Regions from separate parts of the Danio rerio genome. Here region 1 is linked to region 2. A link is a contact called in public Micro-C data. All regions are on one chromosome and are shown on one strand. Each heading gives the region's core, a stretch centred on a gene start, on an enhancer-like site or on the middle of the called end of the contact. The rest is flanking DNA. Distances are from core to core; before and after follow the strand shown. Region 1 has its middle 23 kb from the start of smad3b. Region 2 has its middle 34 kb from the start of snapc5.

Region 1 (3,581 bases), core at 962-3,461, 230 kb after region 2:
TCAAGTTTAAGGGTCTCATAATTGCCTTATTAATTTTGGTAAATTAAATTAAAGTGGTTAAATAAAAAATGAATGTATTCATTCATTCATTCGTTAAAAAATAATAATAATAATAAAATAAAAAATCAATAATTATCAATACCGAATGATTTAAAACATTATACCATTATAAATTTGTTGCTGTATTGCCCAGCTCTAGTAGGAAAGCATTTTTGTGATTGTTAAATTTCTGTACCTGATTATTGTTAGACTTCTCAGAACTGTTAAATAATGCTATTAAAACTATCTTGTAAAAATGAATTCATTCGCAACATTTATTGCAGAAAAATTATAGATCACAATATCAGATTACTCTAATATCACGCAGCCCTAATACACATCAACATTATGAACAAGGCATATTCACTGAAATATACAGACATTGAAAAAAACACACACTTTTTCTTTGTTATTCCAATAAATGTAAATCAATATATGGTTCTTTTAAAATGCAAAAAAAAAAGAGAAAAGGAATGAATTTTTAATAAAACAAAAAAAGAATTTAATATTTTGTATCTCGGGCGATGCGGTGGCACAGTAGGTAGTGCTGTCGCCTCACAGCAAGAGGGTTGCTAGTTCGAGCCTCGGCTAGGTCAATTGAAATTTCTGTGTGGAGTTTGCATGTTTTCCCTGTGTTCACGTGGGCTTTCTCTGGCTGCTCCGGTTTTGTCGTAAAACATGCTGAATTAGTTGGCGGTTCATTCCACTGTGGCAAGGCCAGAATAAAAAAGGGACTAAGCTTAAAAAAATGAATGAATGAATTTTGTATTTGTCCAGGTAGTAACGTAATATTTTTAAAACATTTAAAAAAATGTTTGTTTGCTTGTTGTATTGTTATATATACAGTTGAAGTCAGAATTATTAACCCCTTTGAATTTTTTTTTTTATATATTTTTCAAATGGTGTTTAACAGAGCAAGGAAATTTTCACAGTATGTCTGATAATATTTTATCTTCTGGAAAAAGTCTTATTTGTTTTATTTTGGCTAGAACTAAAACATTTATTAATTTTTAAACACCATTTTAAGGACAAAATTATCAGCCCCTTCAAGCTATATATTTTTTCGATAGTCTACAGAAGAAACCATCGTTATACAATAACTTGCCTAATTACTCAAACCTACCAAGTTAACCTAATTAACCTTGTTAAGCCTTTAAATATCACTTTAAGCTGTATAGAAGTGTCTTGAAAAATATCTAATTAAATATAATACTGTCATCATGACAAAGATAAATTAAATCAGTTATTATAAATAAAACTATTATGTGCAGAAATGTGTTGAATAAATCTTCTCTTTGTTAAACAGTAATAATACAATGATTCAGGGGGGCTAATAATTCTGACTTCAATTGTATATATTAACAATAATGTAATAAACTGAACAATTGAAAATATAGTTTTAAATACATTGTCAAAAGTAAGGTGCATAATTTGAACACATACAAACAGTAATTTTAGAAACATATAGGAAGCATTATAGACAGTTTAAAAACATTGGGAAAACCCATCATACTTATTCTTCATCATTCAAATAAATTAATTAATAAAAATATAATTTTTTTGAAGAATATCATTCGTAAATCATTATTATTATTTTAGAAATGTAAATAAATAGCTACTTTTTGCTATTTTAAATAGCAAACACACATATTCTCATATTTCAGAAATCAACACATTCAGTTCATATGCAGCAAATTAATTTCAAGTATTTTCACTTTAAATCTCAAGGTTTTAATATCATGTGAAACATAAATTGAGTCAAGTGTGTCTAAACTTTTGACTCTCACATTTCTGTGCAGCACTGTGCACAAATGCATGTATGAAATGTGCTGCTGATAAAAAGATTTATTTTTGAGCTTACACCGCGTTAATAGAAACTACATTCAGACCTTTTGCGTGCTCCGCTTTTTCAAAAGTGAAAAAATGAGGCGGAGAAGAGGAACAAAATATGAATGGAGAGACCTTGAGGAGAGTTAAATCATTGGTTTGTTTATCGGTGTGACCGAGAGAGCACATCAGCGTGTGATTGAGCAGTCTTTAAAGCTGCCCCAGAGAACGACACAGAGAAAATAAACTGTTTAGTGTTTCACTGGAAAACTTTTTTTTTTCTTCCCCCCACCCCTCCATTTCTTTCTGAATGAGAGGCTGAGTAGGAGTGCTGAGGTCTATCAGAAACATATGTGTGGAGTTCAAGGGCGGTTGGAGGAAGAAAGCGGATAAGCCTCTTAAAATGGTCTACATTCAGTGTGAGACTCGCTCTCAGAGAGGAAAAACAAGCGCTGAAATGCCATCTCATCAAAAGAAACTAATGGAATGTTTAAACCAGCTGAAACCATAAAAAGCAAACCTTGCCCTCGCGTCGTTTGCAAAGAGTGCTGTATTTTGTCTCTCGTGTTCTCTTACGGGTCTCGTGTGTTTCAATTGCTCATTTGTGGCTTTTTGAAAGATTGAGCCGTCATGCAGATTTGGCTCTGCAAGTATGTATTTATGTAGGACAGTAGGACTTTTTTGTTATGCAGATGAAGATTTAAAGCATGCAGAATAGTGCTGAGGTGGCACTCTGTCCGTCTTGTGTGTTTATTGTGAGTTGTAGTCTAACACACACATCACATCACATCAGAGAGGTTTCGTAGCTGTCACACATTAGAAGAGAACCACAGCTCCCTCTTTTGAAGGCATGCATGTAGAACTTGAGCTCAAGGATCCTGCTTGGAGATTTCAACCCCACCTTCTGGTGGTTTTGCAGTTCACGCAGTCAGTATATAAAATTGGATCTGTTTTTTCCATATCGTGTAGAGCTATTCTAATTACTTTGAATGGTTTTTATGTATTCATTTTTAGTTTAGTTTGGCTTTAGGAAAAATTTTATGTCTTTGTTTTTAGCGGGATGCAACATAATCATATGTGCCAGTAAAATTTATCAAACATGCACATTGATTTCATCTCAATTGACTACATTAATATAAAAACTACATCAAATTGACATCTAACATTGGCATGAAAAAAAAAAACACCATAAAAAATGCATCAGTCGATTTTTGATAATAATGTTAGATGTCGATTTGATGTTGCTTTGACATCAAGGTCAAAAAATTCTGTTATTTTACTTTTTTTTTTTTTTTTTTTTTTTTTGCAACAGCAGGGGTGCCAGAAAAAAGGAAAATAATGGATGTTAAATTACAGACATTTACCGTAAAATAACCAATGTTAAATTACTGAAGCTTACTGTAAAACAGCAGATGTTAAATTACAGAAATTTACCATGAAATAACAGATCTAAAATTATGGAAATTTATCGTAAAATAATGGATGTTAAATTACAAAAATTAACCATAAAATAATGGACGTTACATTACAAAAATTAACTGTAAAATAATAGACGTTAGATTACAGAAATTTACTGTATAATAATGGACATTAGGTTACAGAAATTTACTGTAAAATAATGGTCATTAGATTGCAGAAATTTACTGTAAAATAATGGACGTTAGGTTACAGAAATTTACCATGAAATAATAGATGTTAAATTACGAAAATTTACC
Region 2 (3,317 bases), core at 18-2,517:
ATTTCGGCTTATTTGATGACTAGTCTGGTTCGGCCTATTCTTGGACGTCTATTAGATTTTCATTGACAGACCAAGTGTAGCCTTGATTTAGCCAAGATGACTATGTTTAGATGTCTATTAGACATCTATTTGGCATCTTTTAAAAACAAAACAAAAAAATGCTTGCTGAGTATATTTTAACACTGCAGCATACCACACTTGCTCACCAAGTTAATATAAAAGAATTATTGTTAAAAAAAGTTGCGAGCACGGCCCTTGAGGATAAAAGGATCCTTCTTTGTGTTCCCTGAGCTTTCCAAAGTTCAATAGTTCCTTTAAAAAGCCATCCAAAATATGGTCAGTAGTTTATGACAATTGAATATACCTGCAAAATACATACACAAGCTACTTCTGTTTGTCAAAAGTGAAAGATTACCAAAACTCAAGGAAATGGGATCTGTGTGAGTGTTTTCTTTACTGTAGCTCTGGAGATACTGGGGTTTAGTTGGACTGTAATAGTAGTGAGAAAGGGCTGCAAATGACATTGTGAAATGAGCTCATTATATCGCAGGATTAAGCGGATGCTGTGCTCCAGCAGCGAGCCCTGGACGGGGGAGAATTTCCTCTGTGTGTTGAGGTGTTGTTGTTGGAGGCCCATGGATGGCTGTCGTATGAAATATCCTTCTCCCTCTTGCAGATTTGACTCTTGCTCCAGGCCCATGCTATGAGTTTTGGTTTGGACCGAGTGGTTTGTGAAGCTCAAGTTCAGGTCTGTTGGCAGTTTTTGAGGCACAGGGGTAATGCAGGTCTTGATGAATAAATTGGATGTTTGTATTTTTCTTTGTCAGAGAGTTTCGTGAACAGTCTTTCAATATTATATAATCCTACTGAAGTCAACAAACCCAGCTGGTTCCAAGCATAAAATGCCACTGTATTTCTTTCATGCTGGTGATGTGGAGGAGATAAAATACCTCATATTAAAAGGACAATCATATTTATTGTGCTGAGAACTACTTAAAACCAGACAATTTAAGCTTAGCTACTGCAATCAGCCACTTCAGAAAATGATAACAACTCAAAAACATGTTAAGATAAATTTGGTTAGATGATTATATTGGTCGCTTAGTCTGACCATCTCAAAAGCCAACAGGTCAGCTAATTCTGTAATAAGATTTTTGGATAAGACATGATTAAAACTCATTTAAGAATTGTTTTCTTTAAAATGTTGAACCATATTTCTTTTAAAGAAGAAAAAGAAACTCACTATATGTTTTTTCTGCTTCCAGCAGATGGCGCTGCTTGTCACATAGGGATCCACCATACAATTTGCTTACACACATTCAGCTTCAGAGGGTGTGAAATATTCATAACTTCTGATAATAACGTCAAAAAGTTTTCATCACATATCAACTGCCAAACATGGAACACAAATTGTCTATCATGTAACCAGGAAAAAAAGGACAAAACTATGAGGTGGATCAATGATTGAAAAAATTAAACAAAAAAAGCTGTATGAACACACAAATGACATTATAATGTCTGATATTAAAAATGGGAAAGAACACCTAAAATGATTATAATAGAAATGCAGCAAGAAATGTCAAAATTGTGTATATTTTACCATTTTAGATAGCATTAGGTAAACGTCTTGTGAATGCAATGGTGGCTGATGCATTGTTATGTCATGCAACGCAATGCGCATCACGTGCTTGATAAAACAACACCGCGTCATGCTTGTCCGTAGCGAGTAGGCCAAACTTACCAAAATAACGCTACAGAAAAGGTAGGCAAAGTTTTAGTTTCCGAAGTTTTAAAGTACAAATAAGCTTTTGTGTTCTACGTGAAAAAATGCGGTTCTCTACACTGAGGTAAATCAAAAACAAGCAAATTTAGTAAAAATGATACTGGACAGTTCAAATTACAGTGATTCAAACTTCATCTATCTATCTATCTATCTATCTATCTATCTATCTATCTATCTATCTATCTATCTATCTATCTATCTATCTATCTATCTATCTATCTATCTATCTATCTATCTATCTATCTATCTATCTATCTATCTATCTATCTATCTATCTATCTATCTATCTATCTATCTATCTATCTATCTATCTATCTATCTATCTATCTATCTATCTATCTATCTATCTATCTATCTATCTATCTATCTATCTATCTATCTATCTATCTATCTATCTATCTATCTATCTATCTATCTATCTATCTATCTATCTATCTATCTATCTATCTATCTATCTATCTATCTATCTATCTATCTATCTATCTATCTATCTATCTATCTATCTATCTATCTATCTATCTATCTATCTATCTATCTATCTATCTATCTATCTATCTATCTATCTATCTATCTATCTATCTATCTATCTATCTATCTATCTATCTATCTATCTATCTATCTATCTATCTATCTATCTATCTATCTATCTATCTATCTATCTATACACACACACACACACACACACACACACACACACAGCCTGGTTTTAGAGGGGTTTCGGTAATTTATAGGCTGGTTAGTCATTTCCAGCCTGTTCTTAGTTGTTCACGCTGGAAAATAATAATCTACCAATTTCCTTTCTAAGTTTTTGTCATGTAAAATAGATTTTATATAGCCTGAGTATTTCAAATAGAACATATTGCTGCATTGCAGAATAAATTGTTACTTGAATTGCATCAACAGTTTTAGATCTAATATGAAAATTGATTGGAAATCAAAACAGTAGTAATGATATAAGTAACATTTGACATCCCGTGATATGTAACTGTTGTGAATTACTGTACATGCTTGATTCCTAAAACACTTTGTCAAACCATATGTGTGGTGCCGACCAGTTTCTGCAAATACACCGTATTAATGGTCAATTAAGCATGGGTATCAATAATGTGTAAATTGAACAGATGTTTATTACAGCGTAGAGGCCAGAAATTTTAAAGTGGGAAATAACCTCGGTGAAATAGCTCAGTGTCTACTCTATTGAAATCAAAACTAACCATATGATTTTGTTTGCTCACATTGCTAGTTTTGTGGTGAACGATTCATCTGTGCACGTCATTATGAAAAACATTTTTGTTTGCCCTTCTTATCTTTAATTAAAATCTGAAAATGCACGTCCTGTTTTTTTTTTTTCAGTTAAATTGTCAGATTGCATATATCTTAGCAAATGGGTATGGCTAACATTTAACCACGCTGCTCCAACTGTCAGTTTTGACAACAAACAGAAATGGTGAGGAGGAGGTGTCTGTTAAGTTGTAATAACTCTCCAAACCCTTTTCCTGATCTTTCTGAATGAAATGCCTACTTTACATCCATT

What was found. A called contact is a pair of places that touch in the nucleus more often than the background predicts.
Region 1: a Micro-C map of caudal fin shows a contact between it and region 2, with 11 times the contacts expected there. The contact joins two enhancer-like sites. A contact is called at or near these places in 2 of 18 Hi-C or Micro-C datasets (caudal fin and an unstated tissue) and 1 of 4 datasets of contacts at active chromatin or transcription factors (caudal fin).

What each region holds. Positions count from the first base shown.
Region 1 is chr18:21,135,975-21,139,555 of GRCz12tu, forward strand. No RefSeq gene overlaps it. Among named protein-coding and RNA genes, the nearest start is that of smad3b, 23 kb to the right of the region's middle. Within about 2 kb of position 2,212, at least 18 of the 62 cell types and tissues checked have an H3K27ac peak or open chromatin away from gene starts, as enhancers often do.
Region 2 is chr18:20,910,029-20,913,345 of GRCz12tu, forward strand. No RefSeq gene overlaps it. Among named protein-coding and RNA genes, the nearest start is that of snapc5, 34 kb to the left of the region's middle. Within about 2 kb of position 1,268, at least 4 of the 62 cell types and tissues checked have an H3K27ac peak or open chromatin away from gene starts, as enhancers often do.